Regions from separate parts of the Sus scrofa genome. Here regions 2, 3, 4 and 5 are each linked to region 1. The links are chromatin contacts, called in public HiChIP or PLAC-seq maps. All regions are on one chromosome and are shown on one strand. Each heading gives the region's core, a stretch centred on a gene start, on an enhancer-like site or on the middle of the called end of the contact. The rest is flanking DNA. Distances are from core to core; before and after follow the strand shown. Region 1 holds the start of LOC100516295 (histone H1x). Region 2 holds the start of LOC102162880 (pre-mRNA-splicing factor ISY1 homolog). Region 3 holds the start of RPN1 (ribophorin I). Region 4 holds the start of RAB43 (ras-related protein Rab-43). Region 5 holds the start of GP9 (glycoprotein IX platelet).

Region 1 (4,304 bases), core at 1,242-3,741:
AAGGGGCAGTAACATGTTGGCACCTGGCCCTGCAGTCCCCTGCCACAGGAAGCAGTGGAGACTTGAAGAGGGACTGGCTGGCCACTTGCCCAGTGGGGGGGGGGGTCTGCTCTATTACCCCCCCACCCCCAGCCCCCCGGAGTTGTCACAGGCAGGGTAGTGGCTGCCAGGCTTCAGTAAGGGGCACTTGCTGGCCAGAGGCGCTTCTCCAATGGAGAGCCCCTGCCGCTCTCATCTAACCCCAGCCCAGGCTTGCTTAGCCTGGTCTGTACAAATGCACTATTCTAGAACGTTCCCTGGCTTCCCACCTCCACGGCTCCTCCTGTTTTGCAGGGTTGTCTCTTCATAGGAACGTTTAAGAACAGACCTCAGAACTAGTGCCCAATTGGACAAACAACTATTCCATATGCTGGACACAAGGGGGTTTGGGGGCTCTCGGCTGAGGGTCATTCCTGCCAATTTGCCTATAACCCTCGGAGTCCTGTGTGCACTGCAGATTAGCCGACAAGCTCAGGGAGGGCCAGAACCTTGCTCATACCACACATCGGGACTGTGGCGGGTGAGCCAGAGCCAGGCTCCACTGTCCCTGTCACATCAACACGAGGTCTGATTTCTGAGTCACTAAGCTCTGTAAAGGCCCAGCTTGTGGCAACTTTGGGAGAGCTGAGCTGCCCTGCTCCACAGATCCTGCAAAGCCATTGCTCCCCACCCCCCAGGTGGTGGACCCGCCTGCCCATCTATCGAAGTATTGCACCTCCCAGACGCTCCTTTCGGAACCAATCGGCCCGCTCTTCTCCCGGAACCCAGGTCTGAATTTCTGACGCATCGGCGGTGCCGGGGACCTCGGGAACCCATCCATGCAGCCCAAACCCCGCGGCGGCCGCGCCCAACCCCACTCCACTCGAAGAAAACAAGAGCGGTTCAAAGGTTTAAACAATTTATTGTGCCCCAAAAAAGGCGACAGGAGAAAAGAAAGCGCCGCGCGGCCCCGCGCAGAGTGCTTGTCGCGCGCCGGAAGGCGGGGAGGGCATGGGCTGGAAGGGCTGCGCGGCCAACGCGTAAGGCCGGGGCGGGCTGACGCGGCCGGCCATTGGCGCCCGGGGGCTGGTAACCATGGCGACAGGCGTTGCCAAGGGCGAGAGCCAATAGGGGAGTCGCCAGGGCCGTTTCAAAAATCTAGAGCTAACAACAACAACAAAAAAAAAAGCTCTCACGCGGGGGATGGGCGGGCCGGCGCTGGCCCGGGCCCCCAGCAAAACCTACGTGCGCTCTGGGTGGAAAAGCGAGGCCCGAGGCCCCAGGGCTCACTTGCGGCCCTTGGGCACTTTGGGGACGCTGGGCTTGGCCGCCTTCTTCACCTTCTTGCCTCCCGCGGCCGCCGCCTTCTTGGCCTTGTTGCTGCTTTTGTCCTTCTTGGAGGAGGCGCCCTTTTTGTGCGAGCGCTTCTCGGGCTGCGGGCCCTTGGCGGGCTTCTTGTCCGCGCGCCGCGGGGCGGCCGCGCTCGGGGCTGTTTTCTTGGCCTTGTGAGCGGCAGGCGCCGGGGCGGTGGCGGGCGCCGGGGCTCCGCGCCGATCGCCGCCGCCCTCCAGCTTCTTGCGGTTGAGCTTGAAGGAGCCGTTGGCACCGGTGCCCTTCACCTGCAGCAGCGTGTCGTTCTGCACCAACGCCTTGATGGAGTACTTGAGGTAGGTGCGCCCGTTCTGCTGGTCGAACCACGCCACCTTCTTGGCCTCCGCGTAGATCTTGGCCAGCGACGAACCGTTGCGCTCGCCCAGCCGACGGATGGTCTCCACCACTAGCTGGCTGTACTTGCCGGGCTGGTTCTTCTTTTTGCTATTCTTCCTCTTCTTGGAGGGGGACAGCGCTGCCGAGCCGCCGGCCTTGGCCGCCTTCTTGGCCGCCCCCTCGGCGGTCGTCAGTGGTAGGGCCTCCTCGAGCTCCACAGACATGGTGGCGAGCGGGTTGGTGGCGGGCGGGGCGCGGAAGCCCGGAGGCCGCGCCGGGAAAAGAAAGGCAAGGGGCCGCGGGGGCGCCGGGGGGCTGGGGGCGCGCGGCGGCTCCAGGCGGGAGCGGCCGCGGCCGGGCCTGGGGCCGGGCGGCAGGGCTGGGGTGGGGGCCGGGCCGGCCGGAGCGGGGGTCCCGGGTTGGGACCGGGCCGAGAACGGCGCGAAGGCGGCCGGAGCGGGGCGGAAGAAAAAAAGACTGTTAACGGAGCGAAAAAGTCTGCCGAGCGAGCTCTGCTGCCGCCACCGCCGACTCCTCCGCCGGAGCTCGCTGGGCTTGCGCGCTCTGCTCTGGCGGGGAGGGCGCCCCGCTCAGCTTTTATGGCTCCACGGCGGACCACGTTGAGAACAACAACAGCCTGGTCCGGGGCCAGCGCCAACTTGTGCTTCTTGGAGCCCCTTCCCCGGCCGCTGGCTTCTCAAACAACGCCTCCCCCGCGCCGCCGCGCCCGCCGCGGTGCGCCCAGGACAGGGCCCGAGCTCGAGGCGCAGCGGAGAGACGGCTTACGCCCAGGGAGCGCTCGGCAGAGGGGAACTGAGGGGTGAGCCCTAGGCTGCCGGAGCACGAGAGGAGGGGGGCACCCACTTTCAGGGCGAATAGCGCGGGCCCCGCGGCAAGCCCCGCGGTCCAGAGCTCGGCGGACGGCAGCCAAGAGTGCGCCACAGGTCCCCAAGCCCAGACCGCGTCCAGGGGGCCCCGGGCCTGCCTGCTGGACGCGCTTTAATTTGTCCGAACTAACACAGGGCACGCCCTCGCGCGGTCGGCTGGGGCAGTGTGGAGGGAGATGGGACGTCTAGGAGGGCGGTCTCCGCCCGAGTCCTAGGGGAGAACGGATGCAGGCGCCCTCCGTCTGCGCGCCTCCGGTCTTGTTAGGCCTCGGGGGCCTGGGTACGTTGCGGGAAGAAGCGGGGAGGACCGCAGGTGCTTCTCTTGGGACGTAGCTGTCCCGTCCCCCCACCTCCTGGCCGCTGGCGCCGCTGATGCTACAAGTGCCCCATTGTGTGGTGTGTAAGTAGCTTCCACCATTCCCCCTAAAGCCAAATGGCGGCCTCTGGGTGAGCGAGGGGAAGGCTGCGGCCCCCAGAACTGTTCCCGGAGAGGATGGGGGAGGGGAACTGCTCCCGTTCTGGGCCACACCCCTCTCCCTCTTGGGGAACGCAGTTGAGAGCCGGGGTCTCCTCTCTGGGTACCAGGCTAAGTCCTCCGCGCAGGCTTGTGCAAATCTGGTGGTCCTGCCACTGGATCCAGTATTGGGGGTGAGGAGGAAGTGCTGGACCGTCTTTCTCATAGCCAGAGGAGCCTCTACTCGGAGAGCTGAGACCGCAGGGACCAGCTTCCGGAGGAGGGCGGATCCCTCTGGAGTGGTGATTTAGGCCCAAATCTTGGGGCCATGGCAAGGGCGACAATAAACAGTGCACCGAGGCCCGAGCATAGAGTGGATTAGGGCTCTGAGGGTGAGAAGAGCGGGAGGCGGTGAGGTCCAATAAAGGGGAATGCGTTTCCGGCTTCTGGCCCCGCCGGCCCTGCTGAGCGTCATAGCAGTTGCCTGGCTCCCTTTTCCCCTACGAAGGGCTAGGGAATAAGGCCCCAGGAGAGGAGGAAATTGAGGCTAGAAAGGTGAGGCTGGTGGGGGTTTTGAGAGAGTCACAGAAGGGCTTTGCGCCCCCCGGGGAGCAGAGCCTTCACCCTGTAGGAGAGGGAGGATGGATCGCAGCCTAAGTTCCTGCAGGGAAGGCCAAGCCCTCTCCCAGGAAGGAGGACCCCTCAGTGGCTGTCCTGGCAGGGCCTGGAAAATCTGGAGGGCTTGAGATCTCAGCCCAGGTGACAAAAGACCATCTGAATTTCCTAACAGCGAGGGGGGTGGCTCTTTGAGATCTGAGCCCTGGGGGGCACTGGGGAGCAGAGGGAAGATGCATGGTATGTACAGCCTGGGGCCAAGGAGAGAGAAGCAGCAAGATATAGTTGCTGTGCCCCCGGGGGGGTCTGCTCCTAGGAGTGGGCAACAGGTGGACCAAGTTACATAGAGGTGGAGCAGGGATGGGGTTCCAGGTTGGGTCTCTGCAAGATCAAAGGGAGAGTAGAGGATGATGTTCCCGAGGGCACCCGGTATTGAAACCTGTCCTGCCACCCTGGGGGAGCAGGTCGCTGGAAATGTGAATCTGGAGCTGGCCGCAGCAGCAGGCTGGGTGAGGGGGGGAGAAGGTGGACGTGGGAGTGGCAGAAAAGAAGGCTGATCCTTTGGAGACTGAGGAAGAACGGTCAGAGAGGAAGGGGTAGACCAGGCATGGCTGGTGTTGTGG
Region 2 (3,996 bases), core at 86-2,585, 140 kb before region 1:
AAGGCCAGGGATTGAACCCAAATCCTCACAGATACTAGTCGGATTTGTTTCCACTGCATCACAATGAGAACTCCCCGGCATGCAGTTTGTAGATGCTCAGCAAAAGTGAGATCGATTTAAATCTTTCTGACCCTCTTTTTCACGGGACAGAGAAACAAATTTGGCAAATGCTTATATATAAAAGTGAACACATATCTACTAAGGGATAAAACTGAGAGGCTGTCCCAGGAGAAGCCATCATCTTGAAGGCTGAGGCTGTCCTCACCTTAATTAGTCATCAAAGCCTACACATTCTAAGTATTTAATTCAGTGTTTCTCCACAATGACTCCATGCTTAAAAAACAGCATGCTGGGTACTAGAATTTTGGTCATGGTTCTTGCTTTTACGGGAACTCATAGGAACTTCCACCTCAAAACAATGTATGATGTGATGAGGGCTTGTACAACCGCAAATGTGAAGGTATGATGAGGGCAGTTACAGAAAATACCCAACCACTCCTGAAGCCAGAAACATCCAGGCCCAGGGATCCTTCTCCCGGGCTAGGGAAAGGAGAGCGGGAATGCCCCAGGCTTGTCAGAGTTCAGAAACGAAGCTCGAGGCTGAGCCGGCCAGCAGGAAGCAGCAGTACGGGACATATCGTCCAAAGCCTGGGGAACAGAAACGGCTGCTTTTGCCCTAAGGATTCACAACCTCCTGCAACGACACTATGTAGCACTCTTTCCGTTCCTGGGCGCAGACGACGCGCCAAGGCACCGAGTGAGACGTTAACTAAGCTACGGTGAAAGACCCTGTGCTCTGCGAGTGTCTATCCAGTCGGGGGAGACACACAGCAAACGGCGTGGGGCCGGCCTGGCGCCTGCCCAGCCTCGGTTTTCCCGATGAGTAACTACAGCGCTCCACACCGGCTGCGGACGACAGGGCGGTTGCCGAGGTCCAGTTTCCCCCAACTTGTGAGCGAAGACGAGACGGGAAGGGACTCCCCGCGTCACAGCCGCGGAGCTGGAGGACGCAGGCGGGCCGCCGGAGAGCCCCAGGCCGGGCACCCTCACGGCCTACCGCTCTCTCCCCTTACTCCCAACCCTACTCACCATGATGCGAGAGAGAGCGCCGCCCTTGGGCCCAGCGGCCCCAACCCACGTAGATTCACCTCCCGACGCGCGGCTAATAGGAACCGGACTTTAGTTGAAAGCACCACCAGTTTCTCTATCGGACGGAAAAATGGAAAGGACCGGAAGTGAGCGACCGGAAGCAAAACGGAGAATTGGCCTGGGGAGGGGGAGGAAATGAACGCGCATTCCCCTAGACAGCCTCACCATGGCGTTTGGACGGCGCACCAAAGCGCACGTACAAAAAAAAAAGGACGTTGGCAGAACTGCGCTTGCGCAATGTGACTGACGTGGCTGGTCCACTGGCTTTGCTCTCGCGATAAAACGCGAGATTTCTAGCAGTAACTGCTGCAACTTCGGATCTCGCTCTGCATTTGCGTCTAAGGAGGTGCGGGCTTTCGAACGCCGCAGTAGTTACGCGTCCCGCGGACCCTGTCTGATTCTGAAAGAACAGACACACCGTGTGCGGGCCTCGTCAACTCCTGCCCGCCTCTCTGGCATTTACATGGGGCCTATGCTTTTTCTGAGATTTTCTCCTGGAATCGCGGGGTCAGAGCTGGACCAGTGCTTGAGGTCACTTTCTTTTAAAATAGAAATGTAAGGTCCAAGGAAGAAAAACGCACTTACTGGAGGAGGCTGATGAGAGAGGTGGTGTATCACTGCCCGCAGAGGGGAAGTCGGTAGGTGTGTGCTGGGCACATTGCTGGGATCGGAAGGTCCTTAGTCAAGGACCGGGAAGGCAGGGGAGAGGCCACGATCCGGATGGTTCTGCTGGCTCCTCCCACAGGGTGTCAGTGTTGCAGTGAACTGTGGTGTGGAATTCAGGCGAGGGCTGGTGGCTACTTCAGCCACTTACAGCGGCTGGCCCTTTGCAAGCACGGTGCTTCGCCGCGGTTACTTCTGCCACTGGCACACCGGCCGCAGTCAGGAAGCACCACATCAGGCAGGACGGACACGTACTGGGAATGGGCACCAGGGTCAGGCCTGAACTATGACCAGTATTCTCCGTGAACGTTTAGGAGGGGCTATGGCCGTCGCACCTCCGCAGCAGCTAGATATGAGTCTGCTAATAAATAATGGCCAGTGGGAATTGAATGAAAGGAATGTGTGTCGCTTAGGCGGTACCATGCAAAGTACCCACGTTCCTTCTCTGGTGACTATGGGAACAGCCACCTTGAACTCAGAAATGAAGTATTGTGATCATTTGGATGGTCCTTCCCTAGCTGACAGCCACTTTCAGACTCCAAGGGCAGACAGTCCTTAGTACGTGGAAGTCATTGAGTTGCTGAAAGATTTCAGGCTTTACCTGGAGCCCACTACTCAATCTTCAGTTGTGTAAACCAGTAAATTCCCTTTAGTGTTGAAATCAGTGAGAGTCTGACTTCCTGGTACTTGAAACAGCATGCTGATCCATTTATCTTGCCAGTCTGCTAAAGTCCTTCCTCTGCTCATCCTGCTGCTGTTTTTTGTCTTTTTAGGGCCACACCCTCCACAAAAGAAGTTCCCAGTCTAGGGGTCAAATCAGAGCTGTAGCCGCCAGCCTATGCCAGAGCCACAGCAACTCAGGATTCGAGCCGTGTCTGCGACCTACACCACAGCTCACCGCAACGTGGGATCCTCAACCCACTGAGTGAGGCCTGGGATCAAACCCACAACCTCATGGCTCCTAGTCAGATTCATTTCCACTGCACCACTACGAGAACTCCAAGACTACCTGTCATTTGAGACAGTTCAGCCAGCCTGGATTCACAACCTCATTCCACCCCTTATTAGCTCCTATAGCCTTAGACAATATTTTTGACCTCTCATTTTTACTCTGCTGTGAAATTGGCATATTTTCTCATCCATGAAATTGGCACTTTTGCCTTATGGAGATGTGGTTTTAAAGGAGACAGTACATATAAAAATTGTTCAAGGAGTTCCCATTGTGCTCAGTGGGTTAAGGACCTGATATAGTCTCTGTGAGGATGCAGATTCCATCCTTGTCCTCACGCAGGGGGTTAAGAATTTGGCATTGCCACAAGCTGCAGCGTAGGTTGCAGATGCAGCTCAACTCCAGTGTTGCTGTGGCTGTGATGTCGGCCTGCAGCTGCAACTTGGCCCCTGGCCTGGGAAGTTTCATATGCCAAAGGTATGGCCATAAAAAGAAAAAGAATTGCTCAAAACAGATGTATGTAAAGTTCTGAATTGTTCTGAAAACCCACATGCTCTATAACCAGGTCTAGGATGTGGCCTAACCTAATTCCTGTGTCCAGTCGCCTGGGCCAGGCTAAGGGGCTTTGCAGGACTTGTAAAAGCTCATGTAGCTTTTAAATCCCTGGGTTCAAGTTGTACAGGCCTTCCCCTTACAGTAATCTTACCTTTATTTTTAATCTCCACCCTGACATCCAGCCCTGGCATAGGCTGCATGTAAGATTTGATGGTTGAACAAGTAAGAGCAGGGACTACTGGGCTGCACTGCCTTTTGTGCCAGCAGCCCTAACTTACACTGTTCCTAGCTGCCCCGTAAATTTTAACAGCACTTTTGTAGTAATAAGACTGTACTCACATCCTAGTAGCATTCACATATCTATTTATCTTATCTATCCTCAGCTGTAAACTTCTAGCCGGCAGAATGAATTTGGCCTATGTGCTGCTTTGACTTATGTTATGGTATAAAAACCGGAAAATCTCACATGAAAATCCTGATTTGGGATAACACCCACACTCCTGCACAGTAACTGTCAACACAAGTGAAAAATCCTAATGTTAGACTAGTCCATGTTGTAAGCAGGGTAGAATAATATAACACATTTGTGTGTGGACAACACACCAAAAAAAACCCTAGAGTTCCCGTTGTGGCTCAGCGGAAAGGAATCTGACTAGCACCCATGAGGACACAGGTTCAAT
Region 3 (4,109 bases), core at 41-2,540, 130 kb after region 1:
ACCATGCCACAACACTTGAGGCATGTCTTTGCTGTACAATTGTCACTTAGTGGAAAAAAATCAAAATGGTTCATTCATTTCAGGTTTGGTGGATGGCCCTAGATTTGCACCTGGCTATTGCCAAAACAACTTCCTTGTACAGCATTTTAATAGTGACTGTTAGATGTTTGACACTATCCATCCTGGCATGGGTGATGGGGAGTTAGGAAATCAGGTTTCTAGCCCCAGCTTTGCTCTTAAATAGCTGTGTATCTTTGGATAAATTACCCTCCCTGGACTTGTATTTCACTTTCAGAAAATAAGGATCGTATTGGGATAGCTAATGCTTCTTTTTGTCTGTGAAAATCTGGGGTTTTATTCAACAGCCTGGAGTAGTCCAAAGAGCTCCAGTTCAGGGTCAGTCTAGGTTTCCAAACAACCTGACATTTACTGACTTTGTTGTGTGTTTACTCATCTATACAGTAGGGGTAAATAGCATTTATAATAAAAAATTCATTTATTCATCCAATCAGTGCTAACTGGTCACTATGCCCCACATGCTGAGGTCCTGGGACGAACAGTCTAGACAACGTCCCTGCCCAGCAGAGCAAAACTTCTGTATAAGTTCCTTATTGATGCTGTAACAAATTACTGCAAACTCAGTGGCTTAAAATAACACCAACTTAAATCTATAGTTTCCTAGGATAGAAGTCGGAAACGGGCGTCACTGGGATAAAGACAAGGTGCTTTTGGTTTGTCCTATGTTTCTTGTGGTCTCCCTGAGGTGCATTTTCAGTTCTGTGGGCAGTATCGCAGGAGTGAGGTGCCCTTCTGGGTGTGGTACGTGACGTCACTACGTCCTTCGGTCGGTGATGTTAACCTTGGTCAAGGTGGTGTCTGCCAGGATTCTGGAATATCAATTTACTATTTACCCCTTTGTAATTACTAAGTATTGTAGGGGAGATACTTTGAGACTGTGCAGATGTCCTGTTTCTGCTTAAATTTTTGCTAAAGCTTTTACGTTCTCCGTTAGGGCTATATTCTACCCCATCAGGAAGCAGAAAAGCCACCGTCTCGGTGGGGAGTCGGAGGGTGGCGGGAGAGGCGGAGTGCCAGGGCTCCTTCCCGCGAGAATAGATCGGGAGTGCGCGCGCAGGCAGGCGCCCGGCGGGTCGCCTGTTGCCCTGGAGAAGGGGGTCCTCAGCCCTGGGCGCCGCCATCTTGGGATGCTGGCGGACCCAATGGTCAACTGCGTCGTGGCGGAGGCGGGGCGCAGGGGCGGGCTGGCGGGCGGCCTGAGGCTCAGCTCCATCCCGGCCATGGAGGCGCCCGCAGTCTGCCTGCTACCGCTGCTGCTGTTGCTCTGGGCCTGGGCCCCGGCGCCGGGCCGCGCCTCCCCCGAGGCGCTGCCGCTGGTCAACGAGGACGTGAAGCGCACGGTGGATCTGAGCAGCCACCTGGCTAAGGTGACGGCCGAGGTGGTCCTGGCGCACGCGGGCAGCAGCTCCTCGCCCCGCGCCGCCTCCTTCCTACTAGCCCTGGAGCCCGAGCTGGAGGCCCGCTTGGCGCACCTCGGCGTGCAGGTGAGCTGGGGCCGAGGCGGCGGGGACACGTCAGCACAGGCCGGCGGGCGGGGCTTGGGGTGCTGCTGGCCGGGCCGGAGCGCGATTGGCGAGCGAGGGTGGACTCTGTCCAGTGCGATCGGAAATGGAGCAGCATGTCCCCTGCTTCACGTCTGAATCGTTTGAAACCGTTGTTAATGTAACGCATTTCTTTTGGTCGCGATTTAACTCTTTAAAGGGTTTATTTCTTTTAGTTGAAAGAGTCATACAAGTAATACAGTACAGAAAGTGAAGTCCGGTTCTCTCCCCCTAGACCGGTTGTCATTCTCACGCTGAAGCAGTAAATGGCTCCCAAGTTTGCCTAATCAGTTTCACGCCTCTTGAGGAAGCTGTTGGCTTTGGGAATAGAGAGAATATACCTATGCAGAGGTTTGCTTTTTATTACTGCTTTCATTAAATAGCAGCCATTAAGTCATTACCCAGTTATTGGTTGGGAGAATAGTCATTACAGTGTCGTGTTTCTTCCAAGCACGCCTCTGTCTGACTGAGTTTGGAGATACAAAGCTACCTTTACAGAGATTATGCTTCTGAAATGACTCCTGTACCTTTCATGCCTTGTCTAAAATTTGAAACACAGTTTTGCTTAAAGGTTTGTGGAAAGATTAAAACTTCATTTGAATGTTTTGAAGGTTCAATCGCATTCTTTTATAAAAGCTAGTGCTGATTTAGTGAGGTTGCCACAGGATTACTATCTGGCCTTCATGCTGGAGAGTCTTACAGGCTGGGTTATTGTACTGGTGCCTTATTGAGACTTTATGTCAGGTACTATGGTAGATATTTTAAGTACATCCTCATTTAACTCTCATGGTAGCCCTTTGAGGTATACTGTTAGTGCACCTGAGGAGTCTGAAGTCTGGGAGGGGAAGCTGTATAACCCACTATGTGAGGTCTTCGAACAAAGAGTTGAGCTTTGGTTTAAGACTCTGTATGTTCTTCACTGTCTCATGTTGTCTCTTCTGGACTAGTTGGTTCAAAGGTAGGGTTCTGTTGGAGTATAAAACCTGCAGTCTCATCACCAGCTTTGCTCAGAGTCATTTTTTAGTTTGTAGTCCAAGAGAGAAACGTTAAATGGATGTATGTGCTTCCTTGCCCCTATCTCAGAGGGAAGCATAACAGCGATAATTTTAACCAAGAGGATGTGTATTTTCCAACAACTGACTTGGAGGCTGTGGTGAGGTTGCTAGAAAAATTTTCAGTGACCTATCTTCAGTCCTACATGTAGCACTTTAGGAGGTGGTGGAGGGGACCATGGTGATTACTGAGTAGGAGCCAGTGGTTCCTCATCTTTTTACTACCTAAAACATTATTTTTACACCCATTTGGATCCACATTTGAAATATTTTGTCTTTTTAATCTTTTATTAGTCTATTTTTTCTGGTTTACATATTTAGAGGTGATAATGATATTTCTTTGTCTTTTTAGGGCCATACCTGTGGCATGTGGAGGTTCCCAGGCTAGGGGTCTCATTGGAGCTGTAGCCTCTGGCCTATGCCACAGCCACAGCCAAACCAGATCCGAGCCTTGTCTGCAACCTACACCACAGCTCACGGCAGCGCTGAATCCTTAACCACTGAACGAGGTTAGGCCAGGGATTGAACCCGCAACCTCATGGTTCCTAGTCAGATTCGTTGCCACTGCGCCACAACAGGAACTCCAATAACGATATTTTTAAGAGAAATAAATCAACATATTACTGAACAGTGAGAGTTCCTGATAAGCACGAATATATTAGAATGTTCCCATAATGATAAGATTCTAGTGGAAGTAATGAAATTTATTGTTTTTATTAGGCTATACAACTTTGTTGAGAATGACTGTATGATTACTTTTAGACTTTTTGAAGTATTACACATAGCTTCCTCATTATAGCTTTGTATACCCTCTTGGAAATCAATGTTTCAGTCCTAAAAGGTGGTCTTAATTTTTTTTCCTTTGGTGGAGCTTAGGTTGGCAAAGAGATCAGTGGTGTGTGCATAAGTTTTTTCCTTATAATCTGTTCCACAATCTCATTCGAGATGTCTCCTCTTTCTCAGAAAGACCCTCAGCTTGTTGGCATTGGCATCCTTTCCCTGGTTGCACATTGGCTGCAATGAAGGTTGAGAATAAGGGGGGTGCGAGAGGAGTTCCCGTTGTGGGCACAGTGGAAACAAATCTGACTAGGAACCATGAGGTTGCGGGTTCAATCCCTGGCTGTAGCTGTGGTGTAGGCCAGTGGCTACAGCTCTGATTCTACCCCTAGCCTGGGAATCTCCATATGCTACAAGTACAGCGCTAAAAAGACAAAAAAAAAAGAAAAAAAAAGAATAAGGGAGTGTGCCACACAGTGGCCATTGCTTTTGCCATTGTTAACTATTTTTTTAAGGGTTAATTTATTATTTTTGTCTTTTTTTTTTTTTTTTTGGTCTTTTTTTTGCCATTTCTTGGGCCGCTCCCATGGCATACGGAGGTTCCCAGGCTAGGGGTCCAATCAGCTGTAGCTGCCAGCCTATGCCAGAGCCACAGCAACAT
Region 4 (4,391 bases), core at 703-3,202, 170 kb before region 1:
TGGAGGTGATCAGAAGGAAAAGAAATCACGAAGTGCCTCCCTGCATTGCATAACCTGTGCTCAGCACACAGTACACACTCAGCACAGGTTATCTTGCCAGGTAAACAGGAACACCCTGCCCCCTCCTTGACCACCGTAGCCACCAGGGGAGGGAGAGCAGGTTTGTTTATGCCTATCCGTCAACTCGCCACTTCCCCATGGCTCTGGCATTATCTCAGGACACAAACTCACCCGAGGACACACTCCACCCATCCCACAGCCCTTCCCTCGTCACCTGCTCTAAAGGGTGGTCCTGAATAATGACTCAAAGCTGCCTGCCAGACCTTGTTCTATTTTTTCTATCCTAAGAAGACCAAAAACACACAGAAACCAAAACAAAACAAAAACGGAAAACAAAAACCAACCCTTCAGGGAGGGAGTTTTTGCTTCCTGTCACATCTACTCCAGAGGCACTGTGGTCATGTAAAGAGTGTTGGCTGAGTTTTGCTCCACGGTGGGGCAGGAGGGAGGCAACACCCAGAAATTATCCCAATTTTGCAGAAACAAAGAGCTAAGCATCCTGGCAAAAGGCAACGGATAGCAGGCCTATAGCAGCCCAGGGAGGCTGAGCTCCACAGCAGCAGGCTCAAGGGACCCAATACAACCATCCGGCTCAACTCGAAAACACGGAGATAACAGGAGAGACACTTGCCCTGTGCAGTCCCTGTCCAGGGCTCTTAGGCGCTGGCTGGGGAAGTGGGAACTCAAAACCTTGAGAGAAAGGAAAGGATTTCCGAGCAGCGCAGTTAAGTCAAGTTACGGAGCAAGAACAATATAGTCTCTTGCTCTACTAGGAAGGCTGGCACCCAGGTGAAGAAACTGATTCATTAATCACCAATGTTAGTTATCAAACAATTGCTAGGATACTGAGACAGCTACATCTCGCTGTTTCTGTGCGGAGCCATTGCCAGCGCTCGGTCCTCTCCCCCACCTTCCGGTGTCTAGTGAAGTTTTCAGTTCCTACGAGCTGAGCTGGGGGAGGGGACCCAGGCTGGCCCAGGCCGAGTAAAGTTCCACCACCAGGTCCACAAAGAGACTGCAGGGAGGCGTGGCCAGGCCGGAAATTCTGACAAAAAGTTTTGGCCCTCCGGCCCTACAAGCAACTACTTCCTGGTCCCGCCTAGTCGTGGAGGGGGGGTGTCCCCTTCTGCCTAGGGTCCCCACCCGAGGGCCGAATTGGAGACTCCGATCGTGGTGGGGCAGGGCCAGGACGGCCAGGAGCCCCCCCTTGTGCCGGTGCCCTAGGCGCTCCGCCTGCCGGCGCTGGATAAGCTATTTTGGAGCAAAGTCCCCCCGGCGTGCAGCTCTGGAGGGCAGGGCCTCCCCCTCCGCACTCCCCCCAGCGCACGCACCCACGCACCCCGAGGCGGGCGCTGTGCGCACGGAAGCCAAGGCCCAGGCCTGCTCGGACGCGAGGACGGGGAGGGGGCTAGCGGGGGCGCTGGCCGCTGCAGAGCAGTCGGGGAACTAGCCGCGGCCCCCGCCCCACGGAGGGGACCCTCCAGGGTCCTGACGTCCCTAGTGCCCCGGGGCCCGGCTGCACGGCGGCCCAGGCCGGGACTCCCACCTTGACCCGCTGGCCCTGGATCTCCAGCGTCTTCATGGTGAAGTCCACGCCGATGGTGCTGCCCTGGCGCTCCGAGAAGGCGCCGGTCTTGAAGCGCTGCACTACGCACGTCTTGCCTACGCTCGCGTCGCCCACCAGCACCAGCTTGAACAGGAAATCGTACTGCTCGTCCGGGTCCCCAGGGCCCGGCCCCGCCATGGCCTCGGGAGCCCAAGGGCCGGCACTCTGGACGCTGGGGCGGCCTGGGCTCACGCAAGCCGCGGACCGCCTGGCGACGTGGAAGCGCCGCAACACCTGGAGAAGGGACGCCACCGCCCGCTATGCCCGGGCCCGCCCCACCTGCCCCGCCCCGCAGCCGCGGTTCCGCCCCGGACTCGCCTGGTCCAGCCCTCTACTTAGCGACAGGCCAATCCGGATCTCAGGGCCGCTTTGGGTACTGCCCAGGACACGCCCCTTCCGGACTCCGCCCCCAGACCGCCTGCCATCAGACCCCGCCCCCATCCGTACTGCAGCCTCAGTACTGCCTCTCAGGACCGCCTCCAATGAGACTCCGCCCTCAGACAAGACCCAATCAGAATCCATTTCAGAACCCCCCCTCACCCTTACCCCGGCAAGACCCCTCCCCAATCCCGGCTCTCGGTCCCGCCCCCATTGCCAATGAGCCCTCGGGGATGCCCTCAGCGGGTTAGCACTTCTCGGCTCCGCCCTTAATCCCGCTCACAGCCCAACTCCTCCAGTAGCACCACTCCCTGCACCCGCCTAGCGCCCACAGACTTTGTATGCCTCCCGCTCCCGAGACCTGGCCCATAGCTGGGCTCCCCTACCTGCCTGGCCTCTCCTACCTGAGCTCTCCCAGACCTACATTCAGGAGCGAACTCGAGGGAAGGTGAGGTCTCTGAGACACGTTAACCTAGCCCTTGGACGCAAAATGGCCTCTTCTAGGATGGATCTCTGGGGAAGGGACAGCCAGTGCTCACACCAATAGCACCGACAGGGATCCCCTCCAACAGAGGATGCCATAAGTGGTGGCATTTTCCCATGTTGAATAAGGAAAAGGAGACAAAGAAGGCTTCGGTGAGGCCAAAAACTAAGCTGGCTACAAAACTGGGCCAGAATCCTTGTGGGGAAGGGGCCTGAGGGCTATGTGCTCAAGGTGACACCCCCACCCCAGCCAGGTTTCTGGGAGAGTGGAAGTGGGAGACCCATTTCGTGGGAGGCTAGGCCAGGAGGAGGTGGGGGATCCCAAGCCCAAAAGGCAGCCCACAGTGGTAGAGGGAGCTGCCCAAACATCTCAGGATGGGGACACAGGCCTAGGGGGAACTGACCCACCTGATAAGCATCAAAGATTGTCCTGAGGAGTTCCTGTCCTGGCTCATCAGAAACAAATCCGACTAGGAACCATGAGGTTGCTGGTTCAATCCCTGGCCTCGTTCAGTGGGTTAAGGACCCAGTGTTGCTGTGAGTTGTGGCGTAGGTTGCAGATGCGGCTTGGACCTGGCGTTGCTGTGGCTGTGGTTGTGGCTGGCAGCAACAGCTCCGATTAGACCCCTAGCCTGGGAATCTCCTTGTGCCGCGGGTGTGGCCCTCAAAAGACAAAAAAAAAAAAAAAAAAAGATTGTTCTCAGCGGAGGAAGAAGGGAGGTTCAGGGAGAATTCTGTGGAAGGGACAGACCCATTCTGGGATGGACCAGTGAACCAGGGCTCCTCAGAGAGAGGAGACCTAGATGTCTGTGAGAAGCTTAAAATAGATCAAATAGGATGTATTCCCCAAAAGGCTCCCCAGTTACTAAGATGGAAGGGAACTGAGAATAGTCCTGCCCTCCATAGGCAGCCCCTTACCAAGGGGCTGCAGCCCTCCAATTCCATATAATTTTAAAATCTGATTAATGCCTGCTGCTGGTCAGGTACTCTTCCAAGGCCTTGGAATACATCAGTGACCAAAGCAGAGAAAAATCCACACCCTTCCCATAACTTAAGGAGACCACGGAGAGCAAGTCCACCAGGACCAGTAGTGCCCCAGAATCCTGACCAGCTTTACTAGCCAGGTGGGAAGAGAATGGACCAGGACACAAAGGCAGACTGATAGAGAAGGTGAAGGGTTACTGAACTTCACTGCCATGGGAAACACCCAAATGAAAGGAGCCCCCAAGTGCCATGGAAAAGCAGATCTAGGAGCCCAGATTTGTTACATCAGATTGGAGCCACAGGACACAAGTCCCTCCAAGTAGACTGGAGGATAGTTAGTGGAGACTTCCACATGCTGGGTTGTCTCTGGGGAGGGGGACAGGTTAAAGCCCAGGATCCCACAAAGCAATGTGTGCCTCAAACTGTAAATGGCCACCTGCAGCACCAGATGGGAGGGAAGGGAAAAGTGGGTCCAGGAGACAGGATGGGCTGAGGTCCCACCAACAGGAGGCAGGGGGAGAGGAAGGAAGAAGATTGGGCAGCTGTGGGTACACCGGACAAGCAGCTGGCTAGCAGAAGTGGCCTTTCCATTGGTCTGGCCTGGAACTGGCTAGGGGTTGGTGGAGGGGGGAGGTTGGCCTAGGTATAGCTTATGCCAGAAAACCCAGCCACTATTTGCATTTGTGGGGTGATGGAATTGTTCTAAAACTGGACTGTCATGAGCGTTGCATGGTTCAGGAGATTCATTAAGATATTAAGTTGTACACCTACAATAGGTTTTTGTGGCATGTAAAGTATATGTCAGTAATGCTGTTAAAAAAAAAAAAAATCTGCATTTCTTCTCTTTGGTGGTAAATTCCTGAATAGCACAGTGACATTT
Region 5 (4,112 bases), core at 645-3,144, 200 kb before region 1:
TTTCCTGGGCCCTTTGGTTGCTAGAACCCCTTCTATTTATTCCCAAAGCATTGCTACTCCCCAGGGGCTCCCACACCTCAGAACCCCCCACCTCACCACAGGTGCAAATATTGCCATCTCTGCAAACACCTTACAAAGTTAATATTTCATATTATTGACAGTTTATAACATAATAAAATGAATATATTAATGCTTCATCTTCATAATTATAATATTTTACTGTTAGGCTTGATTTTAACTCCTATAATTGAATTAGGAGTTCCTGTTGTGGCTCAGGGGAAACGAATCTGACCGGTATCCATGAGGACACAGGTTTGATCCCTGGCCTCGCTCAGTGGGTTAAGGATCCAGTGTTGCTGTGAGCTGTGGTGTAGATTGCAGCAGCAGCTTGGATCTGGCATTGCTGTGGCTGTGGCGTAGGCCTTCGGCTACAGCTTTGATTCGACCCCTAGCCTGAGAACCTCCATAAGTCGAGGGTGCGGCCCTAAAAAAACAAACAAAACAAAAAAAGAAGGATCAGGAAGTGTTAAAAGGCACTGAAAATGCAACAGACCCCCCCTCCTCTTGGAAGCCTCCTCCACCTCCTGGGACAGGGTTTTCCCACACATCCTGTAGTGAGACTCATGGAGGCAATGGGGTACAGTGGGATGTACAGTGGGACCCCCGCCTCCGTAAATGGGGGCTGACCTGTGGTTCTGTGCACAAGGCCCCAGGACGCCTCAGGACCAGCTCCTGGAGATAGGCCCTCCGGGGCTGCATGCTGGATAAGCCAGGCTATTTTCATCATTTCCTTCCTCCCACTCAGGCAGGAGCCACCATCTGCTGCACCACATAGAGCAGCCACTGCACCCTCAGCCAGAATAGTTCAGGACACAGAAAGGGGTGCCCAACAGCAGGCCTGCCAGGTAAGTGGCCCTCATCTCCCAGCACCACCTCCTACATGGTAGGGCCTCCCAGGGGTGGGAGGCGGGGAGCAGATCCAGGTCCTGCAGGAAGGAAGCCAGCAGGCAAGTCCAGCCTCTGTCCCTCCTTCATTCCCCTAGAGAGGATGGGAGTGGGGGGTATTTGCTCTGTGACGAGATTGATTAGTTTATTCAACCAACTCATTGGAAGCCTGCCCCGAGCCAGGCCCTGGAGGGGGAGTTTGTCTGCAGCAGGGGAAACAGCCCCCACTGAGTCCCAGAGGAAAGGCAGTGAACCTGGCAGAGCCAGGCTCTTGAGATTGAGTGCTTGGTCTCTGGGCAGCCATGCACAAGTCACTCTCCCTCTCTGGGCCTCAGATTTCCAACTTAAGGGAGAGCCTTGCTTTCCAGGTGGAGCCTCTTCTGGGTACCCATCCCTATGTCCTTTCCACATCCTCACCCAGCGACTGTCTACACCAGGGACCATGTGAACTCTCTGCCCTGGCCAAGCTGTGTGGTCTGTGGCATGAACACCATCTGCCAGACCCTGACTTAGGCGCTGGGGGTGGGGACTGGGCACAGTCTGGGAGACCCTCTTCAGACCCTTCCCAGGCTCTGGGGGCAGAGGCTAGGGCCAGGGCTCTGATCATTTAGCAGGCATCTGCTCCCCCCAACCCTGAGCAGGGGTTGGGGTCTCTGCTAGGGGACAGCAGGGCCCTCCCCTGTCCCAAGAAGGGACTAAGCCCCACCCCCTGCCCCCAACACAGCTGAGCGTCCTGCCTTCTGAGCTTCCGGGGAGGATCAGCTGGCCTGGGTCGTCGTGCTTCACTTCCCTGTCCCCACCGCCCACCTCCCGGAGGAGAAGCCGAGGCCTGAGAGGGAGGTGAGTGGTCCTTTGTCCGGTCGGGTCCCACGGATCCTCAGGATAGGGTGCAGGCCCCAGTACTACCACCCCATCTCACTACCAGTTGTCCCCGCAGCCCACCTGCCCGATGCCGGCGTGGGCGGCTCTGTTGCTGCTCTGGACGGCCGTTCAGGCGGCCGAGGACTGCCCGGCCGCCTGTAGCTGCCGCACCCTGGGCACCATGGGGCTGGAGGTGGACTGCCAGAGCCGGGGACTCGCGGCCCTGCCCGCCCTGCCGGCCCACACGCGCCACCTCCTGCTGGCCAACAACAGCCTGCGCTCCGTGCCGCCCGGCGCCTTCGACCACATGCTCCAGCTGCAGACCCTCCAACTGGCGAACAACCCCTGGCACTGCGACTGCGGCCTCACGTACTTGCGCCTCTGGCTGCAGGACCGCGCCCCGGGGGAGCTGCCGCGCGTGCGCTGTGCGAGCCCCGGCCACGCCTCCGGCCGCGCGCTCAGCCAGCTCAGCGGCTCAGAGCTGGGAGCCTGCGGCTGGAGTCTCCGGGCGTCCTGGGCGTCCCCGGGTGGGCCGTGGTTGGACGTGGCGCTGGCCGTCGTGGCCGCGCTGGGCCTGGCTCTGCTGGCGGGCCTGCTGTGCACCGTCTAGGCCCTGGGCGGTGCTACCGCCCCCGGAGCCCAAAATAAACCGGCAGCTCAGAGATGGGTTTCCCATTAGTACCGGAGCCTGGCTCCTTCTGGAAACCAGCGTCCCTCAGTTGGGGCTTCTCTGTTGTGCACCCGCTCCAAGTTCCTAGTGCCATGATTTGTCCCACCTCCACGCCCCTCTCCAGGCACCTGCAGTTCCACAATCTCTCGACACCCCTAGCCCTTCCCCTGCGCCTGCGGGTCCTGGGAGACTGGGTCCTGGGATACCCTCTCAAAGGGACAGCATCTGCTTCCTACATGGCCTCTCGCAGCCCAGACCAACCTCCCGTCAACATCCAGCCCCTCTCCAAGCTCCAGGAAACCTTGTCTTCAGACACAGCAGTGAGCAGAGAGGACGCATGGACCCCAAGTGGAAGGCGAGGGGCTATACCTGTCTCTGTGACAGACAGGCCTTGGAAGGCACATCACTGTTTCCCAAATGGCCTTTGACTCTCTGTTCTGTCCATGAGGGCACCCCATCTTTTGTCATCTTCTGCTCTCTCTCTCTCTCCTTTTCCTCCTCTGCACTCTTCCCCAGAAACAAAACAACAAATTCCTCCCTTTCCTGTGGAAGCAGCCCCCCGTCTTCGTGCTAGGGTCAGACACCCTCAAGGTCTGAGCTCTCCCCTACCCCCAAAAAAAGTCACCCAAATCTCCAAACAAGAGAGAAGAATCTGGTGCCAGCAGTTCAGTAATACTTTTCTCCACCATATCAGATAACAACCAAATCAATTATACCAAGGTCCCCCTCTCAAGGAGGGCCAAGTGACAGACCTGTGGGTCAGAGGGTGACACAGGAAGGCCAAAGGGACACAGAGCAGCACTGGAGGTCACTGGCCCATAGAGGTGAGGCTGGAAGAGGAGCCCAAACTTGGGGCAGGTGAACAGAGGGAGTGGTAGGGACTTGAGAAGCCACAGTGCCTGCCTTCCACCTGGCGGCCCAGCTGAATGTTGCCATGTGGAGAGGTGCACCAGGTGCCTAGTGTTCCATTTCTCCAGAGAGGCTGGGAAACTAGATTTTTACATAGAATCTCTGAATTATTCAAGTATTGGCAACTAAATTTAATTTTTTTAAAATATACTTCAACAAATAAAAACATATTAATTGACAAGAATAGTCCACAGGCTGAGAGTTTGGTTTCTGCCTTAGGAATGAATCATCTGGCATCCACTTGCAGGGCACTTAGTATGTGGGAGGCCCTGCATGAAGCCACACAAAGGGGTCTTTTTCTGCAAACTGGGTGAGGAGGTACTGTCTTTCTGGACCATGTGGAGGGGCACTCAGGCCCAGGCTCATAGTCACTTCACAGGCACAGGCAGGTCCTCTGGGCCCCGGCCTTGGTATCCCATCTCAGAGTCCAGGAGTGGGCCTGGTGCCCTCTGAGTTTACTCAGGTCTGGGCAGTCCCCTGGGGTGGGCAGAGGCAAGGGAGGGACAGCCTCGCCCGGGTCCGAGCTCCTGGGGTCGTGGGAGCCTGGCTCAGACTGGCCTGGGGATGGGCTTTTCTTCCAAGGTCTCCTTGCCTTCAGGGAGAGCAGGCCATTCATACAGCAGGACTTTCTCGTCCCTGCAAAGATGGTGGCAGGTGCCTGGAGAGCAGCCCATCTGGAACATCCAGGCTCCAGGACTTCCTGACTCTGGCAGTGAGAAACAGGAGA

The links. HiChIP or PLAC-seq counts read pairs in DNA pulled down with a chosen protein or histone mark.
Region 2: an H3K27ac HiChIP or PLAC-seq map of alveolar macrophages shows a contact between it and region 1. The contact joins the promoter of LOC102162880 here to the promoter of LOC100516295 in region 1. A contact is called at or near these places in 2 of 47 Hi-C or Micro-C datasets (heart right ventricle and skeletal muscle) and 2 of 2 datasets of contacts at active chromatin or transcription factors (alveolar macrophages and skeletal muscle).
Region 3: a contact with region 1 is called in an H3K27ac HiChIP or PLAC-seq map of alveolar macrophages. The contact joins the promoter of RPN1 here to the promoter of LOC100516295 in region 1. A contact is called at or near these places in 3 of 5 promoter capture datasets (fetal liver, fetal skeletal muscle and liver), 7 of 47 Hi-C or Micro-C datasets (blood, brain, embryonic fibroblasts and 4 more) and 2 of 2 datasets of contacts at active chromatin or transcription factors (alveolar macrophages and skeletal muscle).
Region 4: an H3K27ac HiChIP or PLAC-seq map of alveolar macrophages shows a contact between it and region 1. The contact joins the promoter of RAB43 here to the promoter of LOC100516295 in region 1. A contact is called at or near these places in 3 of 5 promoter capture datasets (fetal liver, fetal skeletal muscle and liver), 1 of 47 Hi-C or Micro-C datasets (liver) and 2 of 2 datasets of contacts at active chromatin or transcription factors (alveolar macrophages and skeletal muscle).
Region 5: a contact with region 1 is called in an H3K27ac HiChIP or PLAC-seq map of alveolar macrophages. The contact joins the promoter of GP9 here to the promoter of LOC100516295 in region 1. A contact is called at or near these places in 1 of 5 promoter capture datasets (fetal liver) and 1 of 2 datasets of contacts at active chromatin or transcription factors (alveolar macrophages).

Annotation. Positions count from the first base shown.
Region 1 is chr13:71,759,544-71,763,847 of Sscrofa11.1, forward strand. It overlaps LOC100516295 (histone H1x), which reads right to left and starts at 2,492. Exons shown (of 1, transcript XM_003132403.5): 1 at 921-2,492. The coding sequence starts at 1,949. The coding sequence ends at 1,305. LOC110256294 (a long non-coding RNA gene) reads left to right here and starts at 2,741. Exons shown (of 4, transcript XR_002337669.1): 1 at 2,741-2,892.
Region 2 is chr13:71,621,500-71,625,495 of Sscrofa11.1, forward strand. It overlaps LOC102162880 (pre-mRNA-splicing factor ISY1 homolog), which reads right to left and starts at 1,336. Exons shown (of 12, transcript XM_021069415.1): 1 at 1,315-1,336; 2 at 1,090-1,204. The coding sequence starts at 1,092.
Region 3 is chr13:71,891,310-71,895,418 of Sscrofa11.1, forward strand. RPN1 (ribophorin I) reads left to right here and starts at 1,291. Exons shown (of 10, transcript NM_214333.1): 1 at 1,291-1,562. The coding sequence starts at 1,299.
Region 4 is chr13:71,594,366-71,598,756 of Sscrofa11.1, forward strand. It overlaps RAB43 (ras-related protein Rab-43), which reads right to left and starts at 1,953. Exons shown (of 3, transcript XM_021069416.1): 1 at 1,607-1,953. The coding sequence starts at 1,804.
Region 5 is chr13:71,559,214-71,563,325 of Sscrofa11.1, forward strand. It overlaps GP9 (glycoprotein IX platelet), which reads left to right and starts at 1,895. Exons shown (of 1, transcript NM_001141989.1): 1 at 1,895-2,416. The coding sequence starts at 1,895. The coding sequence ends at 2,416.